Regions from separate parts of the Sus scrofa genome. Here all the other regions are linked to region 4. A link is a contact called in public Hi-C and HiChIP or PLAC-seq data. All regions are on one chromosome and are shown on one strand. Each heading gives the region's core, a stretch centred on a gene start, on an enhancer-like site or on the middle of the called end of the contact. The rest is flanking DNA. Distances are from core to core; before and after follow the strand shown. Region 1 holds the start of ERCC5 (DNA repair protein complementing XP-G cells). Region 2 holds the start of TEX30 (testis-expressed protein 30). Region 3 holds the start of BIVM (basic, immunoglobulin-like variable motif containing). Region 4 holds the start of TPP2 (tripeptidyl-peptidase 2).

Region 1 (2,840 bases), core at 89-2,588, 200 kb after region 4:
CATCCTAAGGCCTCATTTTAACTTAATCAACTTTAAATGGCCTTATCTCCAAATCGTCACATTCTACTAGAGGTTAGGGATTCAACTTGGGGATTTTGGAGGGTGACACAATTAAGCCCATAACACAGGGTTATCACATCGCTCACAGGATCTGAACTAACATCAGACTGACTCTTGAGGAAAATTCTTTATCAACAAGGTGTAAGATGCATTGCAGAGTTTTAGAGCTAAGGCTGAAAGTGCTCATTTAGGCAATTATTTATAAAATAATAAATATTTATTCCTGCTAAATATCAACAGTGGGGTATATAACAATCAAGAAAATACTTTTTCAATAAATTTACAGTCTATTCTGTTGGGGGGAGCATAGACGATGAATAGGCAATTATATTAATTCCCATAATATACATGCATGAACAACAGTTCTCTGTATTACTTTACACATGGAGCAAACGCAAACAAGCACTTTGTCAGTATTATCCCTGACAGAAAATTAGTTGTGACTAGGTCAAGTCAACTAGGCTACTGGGAATCATCTGTTTGGGCATAAAAATAGCTATGCTAAAAACTGATCTTTAATCAACTTTTCACTGATTTTGAAGCTATTTTCAACAGTGCAAATCTGAATCACGATGTATAAAGCTTTCATTTAGTAACTACTAGTGATTAAGTACTTTGCAAACATCGTCTCTGATTCTCATTGAACGCAGCCTGCAAGACAGGACAGGTTTTATGCTCGTCCAGTTTACAGATGGAGAAACAGACTCGAAAAAAAAATGCCTCCAACAATTCAAACACCGTAACGTGGTTCCTTCGGGGAATCTTGGCGTGAAGGTCCAAGCCACCGCCTTTCCAGGAGCTACTCTGGCATTAGTTTCTTGCTATTTTTTGACCTACAAGCCGTGACATCCTAAAATTTTAGATGCCGGAGAAAACTATATTTCAGGAGTTAAGAATTTAAATCGTATTACTATTTAGTTACAAGTTATGGGACAAACGAAGACTTAGCACTTAAAAAACACCAACCAAAGCGTCCATTTTTCTGTTATCGCCACTCGGGTAAAACAAATACTTGGTTTTAAAAGATTTCACAAGCGGCAGCTCAGGGGGAAGAAACCGACACGGGAAAAACACCTAAAAATCCATAACCTTTGAAGGCAGACGCTTCGCACGTGGTTTCAACGCTTAACCACCACAGGACACCAGAGTGGAGAAACTACAACACAGACAACCCACACACACTGGCGCTGAACCGCTCCCTCACTTCCGGCGTGCCACGGGCGCAGCGGATGTACGTCAGTGGGGGAGCCGGAACTTCCGCCCTGTGCGCCGCCTTAGACGGAATCCGAGAGGCTCCAGTTCGAGGGAGTTTACGGAACCACGGGAGGAGACAGGAGTTGTGGGAGGCAAGTTTTCTGGCTGTTTATCTGGCGGGCACTGTGCCATCACCCCAGTCGTTCGTTAAGCTTGCAGATTTTTGGGCCAAAGTGCTGGGCGAGACGAAGACCTGCTTCTCCCCACTGCCGACCTTCTCTCGCCCCGTCTTTCTTCGGCGAGTCAGTGTCAGCTTCTGGGAAGTGCTGTTGTCGTCGGTGCCGGTTTCCCCTGGAAAGCCGCGGGGCTCTTGTTTTCCATCTTTGCTGAGTGGGAGCGGGGGACCCCACCCTGGAATCCGGGGAGGTGGCGCAGCCCGCTGTGGAGCACTTGGAGCAAAAGGTCTTCCGCGACCCCGCCCCCGCGTTGCGCTCGGAGGACCACCTGCCTGATGGGAGTCCAGGGGCTCTGGAAGCTGCTGGAGTGCTCCGGGCGGCAGGTCAACCCGGAGACGCTGGAGGGCAAGATCCTTGCCGTGGGTATCCTTTACGCGGCGTCAGTGCGGGAGAGGCAGTGATTGGCGCCAGGATTTTGCTTTCGGTTCTCCGTGGGGCTGAGTGGCGTTTGTAGGTAGACGGTCTCACATGGCGGGTGGGTATAGATAGGATCTCCTTCGGGACGTTTCCTTACCAAGCGTCTCCTCTCCCTCGGCTTTGCGGTCACACCGCTCTGGATTGGAGTTCTGGCTTTATCATCCAGGGGCCGTGCTTTACCTCTCTCTATGCGTTCATTCTCTTATCCGTAGAGTGGGGTTGACAATGAGCTTCACACACAGGGTTGGTGTGAGGACTATGGGGATTATTTTAATGAAAGGAGTTTAGAACAGTGTCTGGCACTGTTAATACTGTAAATCTTAAAAGTATCATCCTGGCTGGGAGGTCAGCAACGAGAAAACGAAGTAGACTTCCTGCCGGTAGTTTTGTCTGCTGTCCTGGGTCTTGCTGCATTTATGTTTGCTAGAGGAAGAAAAGTGTGGGCGAATGTTTTACCATTTCCTTAAAAAAAAGAGAGAAAATAACTGTTGTTATTTTTTTGTTATGGGTTTTGAAATAGGAAATTCATATGTTACAACGGCGAGTGTATCTCAAAACGTATACAGTGAGTTATATTCTTTCTAGCCTCTATGATGGACATTTTTAAGGACTGTGGTTTGTGTGCATGTTTAGCTGTTTTGTTGTATCTTTGAAATTAAATGTTTTTCATTACCAAAACATGTGAAAGCTGTTTCTGAAATTTTGATATCTTGTTCTTCGTTAAGAATTCTTCATTTTCTTTTTCTTTTCTCTAATTCTTCGTGTGTGTGTGTGTGTGTGTGTGTGTATTCTATTCCATTCCAGAAGCATGAGCCTAAGAGCTCACGCTCTGGGTGGAGAGGAGAGTTATGTAAATAATTGCTGTCCGGCGGTAAATGCAGTGTCAGAGTACTTGGGAATTCAGGGAAAGGAGCCATTGACTTTAATATAAGG
Region 2 (2,828 bases), core at 106-2,605, 140 kb after region 4:
GAGAGAAGCAGTCACCAACAGTGTGATGTGGGGAAGGAGATGCAGATATCTAGACCTCACCTGAGTGGACATGGAGTCCTCTCATCCATCCCCAGCACCGCGCCTTTCACTGCCAGTTCCCAAAGTGTCCCTGGCTGCCAGTCTCTGCACATTTCCAAGACTCTGTGTGTGGCTTAAATAGAACTTTTCCACGGTTTAGAATGTGGCCAATCTGCTAAGACACTTGCTTTCTGGAGCCCAGTATTTTCTTGCTGTTGTTTGCTTCCCCATATTCTCTCCCTCTTTGCGGGTCTGTGTCCCTTTACGGTAATGTTAGCGAGATTTTAGGAGGGAGTAAAATTGGACGTGCATTCTATCCACTCTCTATTCCTCAACAGCTTGGGTGTTTGTTTTATTCAAGGAAACTCCATCCCCTTCCAGAATTCACGACGGACAGTGTGCTCACAACGGTGCACGCAAGCTGGACTACTTGGGAATCTGAACTGGAACGTGGTCTAGACCGACGAGGTTACAACTCGGGCTTTAGGGTCAGATGGGGCAGGGCTGGAAGCGTCTCCACCACCCTGGGGGAGAGGCAGCGATGATCAATCGTACCGGGTCGTGTGCCCACGTCCTGAGCGTTTTCGAGAGTGACTTGTGTGACTGCGGATGCCACCAACCCAGGAACCTTCAGCTGGCAGAACGCCTGGGCGTTACCGACCACGTCGGGGCGGGACGTTGGGGATCGCGGGGCAAACACAGACGTTAAGAGTTCAAGTCCTCCGGGGGGTCGATGCTCCGGCCGCGTCCGCAACAACGCCAAGCCGTACACGGGGAACTCGAGGCGAGGTTCCGCGGGGCTGGGGGCTCAAAGGCGCCCGAGGAGCGTCCTATTCCGCCCACCGGCCCCGGGGCTGCGCCGCGGCCGTCGCCGGGGCCCGGGCGACCCTCGCCGCTCCGAGGCCGCCTCGCGGGACCCAGGCCGGAGCCGCTCGGCTCTCCCCGCCCGCACCGACCCACATTCCGCCTCCCGATCGCGAAGCCCCAGCGGCCGCCGCCCGCGGGAGCGAACCGACGCCGAACGCCTCAGGGGGCCGCCCAACTGCCCCTGAGGGGCGACGGCCGCTAACCCGAGCCGCCTCAGACGGGTCCGCGGGAGGCCCCCGGGGCCCTCGGAAGCCATCCCCATCTGGCGTCCCCAACCGCTGCCGCCGCCGCCGCCGCCGCACTTACCGGGGACGGGAAAGTGGCCGCGAGCACCTAACCGCCCTGACTCCCTTCAGGGAGCAAACTACCACACTCGAAGGGACCGCCTTGCCGCACCCGCCCGCGCGTCCCGCTACGGCGCACGCGCGCGCAGGCCCCGCCCCCCGGGCGCGCGGCCGGGCGCGCGGAGCACGCTGGGAACGAGAGTCTTCCCGCCGCTGCCCGCGCGGCTGCAGCTGCGCCTCCTCCCCGACCTGCGGGGCGGGAGAATTGCCCTCAGTCGCTTCCTCTTGCCCGACCTCCTCTGCTCAGGACGCTTTCCCGTCCCAGCCTCTACATTCCAGCAGTTGCACGCGGGGTCGACTCTGATTATTCTCTTTTGCCAAACCCCACCATCAATAGTCCTGTTTGTTCGACTTGCAAATGTGTACAGGACCCAACTACTTCTCACACTTCCACAAGACCCGTCCGAGCCCCACCTCCTGCTTTGCCTGGATTGTTGGAATAGGATGGTTCACACGCTTGCCCCCACTTTTTTGCTACTGATCAGTGCAGCAGCCAGCTGGACCCTGTTAAAACTTACACCCACCCCTCAACACTTTTCAAAGGCTTCTCATCTCGCCCATAATCAAAGCTAAAGAAGGCCTTGCAAAGACCAAGGTTTTAGATTTACCTCTTATCTATATCCTACTATTCTCGGTTCCCTGGCTCCTTCAGCTCCAACTACTACCTCTTCACTAGTCTCATAGCCAAACCCATCAGACTCACTGCAGGGCTTTTGGCTCTTCACTGTTTTTGAAAAGACCTCAGTGGCTGGAGCTGAACTCCTCGGGGCCTCACATACCACCTTCTCAGTGAGGCCTTCCCTAATCTCAGGCGCACTTCTATCCTTCTACTCTAGTCGCTCAGCATGCCATGAACTTGTCTGTCTTCTTCCTGGACAGAAGGCAGCCATCTTTATTGTTGTTATTTTATTTTGAATCTCCTGTGTATGGAATGATTAGTGGCAAATCAATTTGCCTTGAATTAATGACTCTTGCCCCAAGCCCAGGGCAGTTTATAATCACCTTCTTTTCTGTCACAGGACATGGAAGGAAATAAAATGCAGAAAACCACTTACTGTCATTTTTCTCAAGCATTTTCTTGAATTACAAACTTTTTTTTTTAAATTTAGACTTTTATTTTCTTATATTTTTAATTGTTATTTCCCCAATACAGTATTTTTCCTACTGTACAGCTTGGTGATCCAGTTACACATACATGTATACATTCTTTTTTCTCAAATTATCATGCTCCATCATAAGTGACTAGACACAGTTCCTGGTGCTAACTATGTTCCCAGTACAGGATCTCATTGCTAACCCACTCCAAAGGAAAAAGTTTGCATCTGTTGACCCTAAGCTCCCAATTCACCACACTCCCTCCCCCTCCACCTTGGCAACCACAAGTCTATTCTCCAAGTCCATGATTTTCTTTTCTGTGGAAAGGTTCATTTGTGCCATATATTAGATTCCAGATATAAGTGATGTCATATGATATGTCTTTCTTTTTCTGACTTACTTCACAGCATGAGAGTCTCTAGTTCCATCCATGTTGCTGCAAATGGCATTATTTTATTCTTTTTTATGGCTGAGTAGTATTCC
Region 3 (2,700 bases), core at 101-2,600, 170 kb after region 4:
ATTTTGGAGTTTCAAAACACACTTACCTAAAGAGGTCTGCCTGAAAACAGAGGGAGCACCAGAGAAAAGTGAAACCAACCAGTTTCTTAATAACTGGGTTTAAATTCTTTATAACAGTTTATGCACAAGTAATTAGAAGGAGTACTTCCAGCAAAGTGCAAGAGTTTCTTCCCCGGTCACGTGGGAAGCCCTATCAAAACAGCCAGGAGAAAGGCTAATTCAATATCATTTCCAAAGCTACAGAGAAAAATTGACTGGGACGGGGAAAATTTTACTAGATGTGAACAGCACCCAAATAACCTGGATTTTAAACTGCTGTAGAGAAACGAGTTCTTGCGCGGAAAAAACTTGAATGGAGAAACCGTAAGTTTTAAATGCATTCCAAAAACAGACAGGGAGCCAATGCTCGACTTACTTATTTCCTGATGTGTCCACCGCCTGAATATAGAAATAGCGCGCGGGAAGGACGACAGCCGCCTTGAGCCCGGGGCCCCATATTTCGCTCTTCTCCGGGCTCACTCGCCTCTCTCCGCCGGTCTCGGCCAGTGTTGGAACTGTCCCCAGAAAGAAGCAGTAAAGCAGCAAAATGCTAAACATTTACAAGATGGACTCAAAATCATCCACAGATGAATGAAGTGGAAGAGGTGTACGGAACCAGCCGCGGCTGGGGCAGGGGCAAGTCCGCCGATTCGGGCAGCGGTCGCGGCTCCAAGAGGGTCTTTTGCTGTGCTGGGCAGGGTCGTGGGTCTCCCTGGAAAGATCACAACAGGAGCGCTGGCTCCACCGGCTGAAGGATGCCAGCAGTTCTGCTGAAATGGGCAAGAATCACGCTGCTCCGCTTTCTCGGGACAATGACAAACTTGCGTTGCTTCTGTAATTGGAGCATCGTTGGGGGCGAACCCATCTCAGGTTCCAGCCCAAGGTGCAAAGCGATGGGATTGGCCCGCGCGTCGGCCGGGGCTGAGTAAAGCCTCCTCCAAGTGGATGGCGGAAGGGACACGCGTCCCGGGGCCAGTGCTTCCTGGGACGTGTAGTTCGCGACAAACTGGCGGAAATCCTGCCAGATTTGACCATCTCTCACTCATTTATTTACTTTGCGGTCCCCGCTTTCAGCGGACAGATCAATAGTAGACGCTTAATAGAGGGCGCGTGGGTCTGGAGGCGCAGCTAAGGTTTTGTTTTGTTTTGTTTTAAATTGTCGTCATATCTCCGCACGTGCAGAGGGCAGGTGTAAAACACGGTGAAAGGAAGGTGTTGTCAATGATATCTGACCATCGGTCGCCCGGCACAGCAGTCAGGGCGCTGTCCCCGCGCGCTCCGATGGGACGAGAGACGCCCGCTCCAGGGTAACCAGAGGCGCGTCGCGGGCCGCGCGCTGGGAGCTGTGATCCAGGACCACTGCCGGGCTTCGCCGCGGGCTGCAGCGACCCGACCCCACCGGACAGGCCAGAGGTATAGCGGGCTGTGGGCAGGAGACGAGGTGGTAGCGAGCGCCTGTGCACCCTGCACGCTGGGCCCTCCGCTGGTCTCCCGAGCGCCGCGGGCCAGGCCTGCCGCCGCCCGCCTGCTTTCTGTGCCGCCATCGCCTCCTGCGTGGCCGGGGACGCAGGCCTCGCCTGAGGCCGATGGGCATCCGGGTGGACGCCACTGTGTGGGTGCCTGTCCTTCTGGGAAGAGGTGGGGTGAAGAGCCGGGCCGCAGGGTGGAGGGAAGCGCCAGGGAGAGAAGGGACGAGTCCTCTTGGGAACAAAGCCCGGTTTGGAGGGGCCTGCGCGATACCGGTGGCTCCTGTCTGGCGCCAGTCTCCACGCCACGCTCAGCAGGGCCCGGGCCCAGAGCGTGCGGTGGCCGTCCCCTCTCCCCAGCACACCCGGAGCCAGCGTGGTCACGGGAGGGTTCACGGTCAGCTCCGAAATCGTACCGGGAGCCTCCTCCTCCCCTTGCCCCTTTCTCTCAACCTTGCCAGCTGCCCTCTAACTCTGATGGGCCGGTGGCACCGCCAGCCAAAGCGGGCCTGGGCAGAGGCTAAGACGGGGGATTCTTGACGGTTTTCTTTTGGGCAGTTGTCATCAGTAATGATGTCGGTTCGTGCGTTCAAAAGCTCGAATCGGAGTCCCTCTTTCTGCCCAGGAGCAGTGACTGCCCGCGTCCCATCTGCCTGGGCGGCGGGAGCACCCCAGCGTCCTCGGTCCCCCGGGCCGGTTGGAGGCGGACAACACGTGGGCCTTCGCCGGCTCTTTTTAGTCGAGGACTCCGGCTTCCTGCCCCTGGGACGCACCGGCCTCGGGAGGGCGCGGAGAGCTCGGAGCTGCGCGGGCAGGGGGCGTAGCCGCGCTCGGCTCCTTCCTCTCCGCGCGTAGCGGCTCCGCGCGGCAGAGACCTGCCTGCGCGACTGTCGCCTCGGTGCCAGCGGCCTCCGAGCCCGGCGGCGCCGCGAGCATCGCAGAGGAGGGCGGTGGGAACTCGGCTCGCCGTCCCGCAGCCTGAGCTCGACGCTGGCCCGGAGCGCGGGGAACTCCGGATATCCTTAGGAGGCCGGCGCCTCTGTCCGGGAAGGGGTTCAGGTCTGTCGGAGGAAGGGCCTGGAGGGCGTGGGGAGGGGCTGGGGGTTGGAGGGGGAGGAAGGACCGAGATCTGACCCTCGGGCGAATAATCCACCCTCGCCATGCAAATGTTTATTGTGCAGAACAATTCGTTCCA
Region 4 (2,700 bases), core at 152-2,651:
ATTGGAAACTGGTCTACAGAGTATTTCCCTTTACAACAGGCATTCTTGAACTTGGAACCCATGAGAGAATCTGAGGGATTCAAAAACTTTAGGAGAAAAAAAAAAGTCTTTATTTCCACTAACCTTTCAATTAAATGTTTCCTTCAACTACAGATGCAGGCAATGAGCAGAGTGGTATTAGCAGTTACTGTTAGCGTCACCAATAAAAATCAGCTTCTTATCACAGTATAGTCACAAGCATCTCAAGATATCATTTATGCCCTTTACTACTTTGAAATAATGGTAGTTTATTAGATTTGGTGCTAGTTCCTATTATTTAATGTAAGGAAGCATATATATAACTATATACACACGTATAAATCTATTGGCACATAACAAAGTTAGTTTTAATATTCTGTAACTATCTCAACGTAATTTCTTTTGTAATCCTATTTCATTTTGAGCTTAAAATTGCTCTGAGACGGGGGTCTGTAAGCCTCACCGGCTTGCCAAAGGGGTCATTGGCGGGCACACACGCACGCGACTAAAATCACCCTGGCACGAATACAGACAGAAAGATCATGAAAGAGCTACTAGTGTACCATGAAGCAATTTATAGACGCCACTGATTATCTGAAAAACTGTAACTTAGGGCTCGATAACTGGGGAACTTTTAGGAGCAACCAAGAACATCAATTTAAGGAGGGGGAGATGGAGAGCGAGAAGAATGTTTTTCAGAAACCCCTGGCGCCCAGCGTTAAGCAGTGAGGATAGGAGAGGCCCACTTCTGCCTGGTACCGCGTTACAAGGCCGACAAAACGGACAAACCCACTTCCAGTTGACTGAAGCTTTGGTCCCTCCCCACCTTATTCCTTTTTACTCCCCGGCCCGGCTCAAACGGACACACTCGAGACAGGCAGGGGAACACAATCCTTAAACGCCTGAATCAAAGCGCTCTCTCTCAGAAACTTATGTCCCGGCATTTCGCCAATCTCCAACTCCTAGGGGTTTAGCGTGCTTGAGCTGGCTCCTTTCCTCGGGTCACCTGGGGATGCTGCAGCGGCGGACTGAGAAGTTTCACAACAAGTTAGAAGCCATCGCTGGCCAGCTCGGGGTTCCTGCTACTCCAGACCGGCAGATCACTTCCTTCCTCGTCCGCCGGGGATGGTTTTGATTCAGGACATGCTGACTTTGCTTGGCAGCCCCTTTACCCTAAAAACCCTAAACGTGCGTCCCTTTAAGACCCCGGGTTCTAGAACCGAACCCTCCAGCTATGCCTCAAACTCCGCCTCCTTCTCTGCGGCCCGGGCAACACTCCGCTCGGCTCCCGAGAGCGGCGCCTTTGGCTTACGTCGCAGCGCGTGATTGGCCGCCTCTCCCTGGCGGGCCGGGATTGGCCGGCGGCCGGCCCCGCCCCTCGCCCCCGCCCAGGCCCGCGGCCGCCCGGGTGTCCTCGCGCCGCCTGTCCGCGCGCAGCCTGGCAGTTTGCCTCTTCCTCGCCCTCCAGCCTGCGTCCATGGCCACCGCCGCGACCGAGGAGCCCTTCCCCTTCCACGGCCTCCTCCCAAAGAAAGAGACCGGGGCCGCTTCCTTCCTCTGCCGCTACCCGGAGTATGACGGGCGGGGGGTGCTCATCGCCGTCCTGGACACCGGGGTCGACCCCGGGGCTCCGGGCATGCAGGTGCGGCAGCCGCCGAGGGCCCGGGCGCGGGGGCGCGGGCGGCCAGCCGGCGGGCGGGCGGGCCGGGGACGCGGCGTCGGAGCCCCGCAGGCCGAAGCCCGCTCTGCGGCGGAGGGGGACCAGGGCGCCGGAAAGAGGTGAAGGGCAGGGCGGGCGCGGGGGCCCGGCGGAGGGCGACGGCCCGGGGCCCGGGAGCCCCGGCTGGGCCGTGATCCCGGCCCAGATAAAAGCTGCGTGCCCCGCGGGGTTGGTCGGGGCTCCCGGGTGCGTCTGTCGCCCGGGAAGCCCCTTCCTCCCAGGCGCTGCCAGGCCAGGGCCCTCAGGCCCCTGTCCACCTCGCCAGCTTCCTCGCGGGTTCCTCGTGTCTCCGGAACCCACTCACCCCGTGCCTGTTATTTGCAAACGAGATTTCACAGTTTTATTATTTACGGGAGGGTGGGGGTGGGGAGGAGATAGGGGCAAATGACCCATGTGAACTTCCTTTTTTATCGCTGCCGTTCGGGAGATTTGGTTTGGGGAGGAATGGTTTATCTTGAAAGGCAAGAGCCGGCTTTCAAGAAGACAACTCAGTCAACTTCCGGAATTGTTTCCTCTGGTAGTTTTATGTGTTCTATTTTTAAATCCTCTTCTGCAGTGTGCTTGTTTAGGGTCATTGAAAACGCATGGCTTAGTCTTTGTTTGACACAAGAACCCAGTCGAGTTTGTTTTTGGCGAACTCTTCAGACGGCATTAAATTATGCTTTTGTATTTTTATTTTTCAGCCTCAAAATGTAAGACAGCACTTTATGATTTTTTAAAATTACCCCGTTTTGCCTCAGGCACCTTTGAAATCGCTAGGTCAAGGTACCATCCCAAAGGTCGTTTTAAAACATGTGTCTTTCCATTGAAAGCATTCTCATTAAAGTCTTCAAAGTTTGACTTTTTTGAATTCAGCCTCAGCCTTTTACTGAAAGCCAGTAATAAACAGAATCCCACCGCTGTTCAGGATCCACCTCCCCAAAGTCTAACCTGGGCTAATCCTCCTGTGTGCTGTCTGTCCC

The links. Hi-C and Micro-C count contacts between places; a contact is called where the count stands out from the background. HiChIP or PLAC-seq counts read pairs in DNA pulled down with a chosen protein or histone mark.
Region 1: a contact with region 4 is called in a Hi-C map of skeletal muscle, with 7 times the contacts expected there. The contact joins the promoter of ERCC5 here to the promoter of TPP2 in region 4. A contact is called at or near these places in 4 of 5 promoter capture datasets (fetal liver, fetal skeletal muscle and liver), 31 of 47 Hi-C or Micro-C datasets (adipocytes, adipose tissue, alveolar macrophages and 16 more) and 2 of 2 datasets of contacts at active chromatin or transcription factors (alveolar macrophages and skeletal muscle).
Region 2: an H3K27ac HiChIP or PLAC-seq map of alveolar macrophages shows a contact between it and region 4. The contact joins the promoter of TEX30 here to the promoter of TPP2 in region 4. A contact is called at or near these places in 2 of 5 promoter capture datasets (fetal liver and liver) and 2 of 2 datasets of contacts at active chromatin or transcription factors (alveolar macrophages and skeletal muscle).
Region 3: an H3K27ac HiChIP or PLAC-seq map of skeletal muscle shows a contact between it and region 4. The contact joins the promoter of BIVM here to the promoter of TPP2 in region 4. A contact is called at or near these places in 4 of 47 Hi-C or Micro-C datasets (heart right ventricle, liver and skeletal muscle) and 2 of 2 datasets of contacts at active chromatin or transcription factors (alveolar macrophages and skeletal muscle).

Annotation. Positions count from the first base shown.
Region 1 is chr11:71,140,485-71,143,324 of Sscrofa11.1, forward strand. ERCC5 (DNA repair protein complementing XP-G cells) reads left to right here and starts at 1,339. Exons shown (of 15, transcript XM_021065898.1): 1 at 1,339-1,853. The coding sequence starts at 1,766.
Region 2 is chr11:71,083,708-71,086,535 of Sscrofa11.1, forward strand. It overlaps TEX30 (testis-expressed protein 30), which reads right to left and starts at 1,356. Exons shown (of 6, transcript XM_021065893.1): 1 at 1,213-1,356.
Region 3 is chr11:71,109,507-71,112,206 of Sscrofa11.1, forward strand. It overlaps BIVM (basic, immunoglobulin-like variable motif containing), which reads left to right and starts at 1,351. Exons shown (of 10, transcript NM_001252098.1): 1 at 1,351-1,452. KDELC1 (KDEL motif-containing protein 1) reads right to left here and starts at 984. Exons shown (of 10, transcript XM_021065899.1): 1 at 416-984. The coding sequence starts at 597.
Region 4 is chr11:70,941,741-70,944,440 of Sscrofa11.1, forward strand. It overlaps TPP2 (tripeptidyl-peptidase 2), which reads left to right and starts at 1,402. Exons shown (of 30, transcript XR_002336739.1): 1 at 1,402-1,660.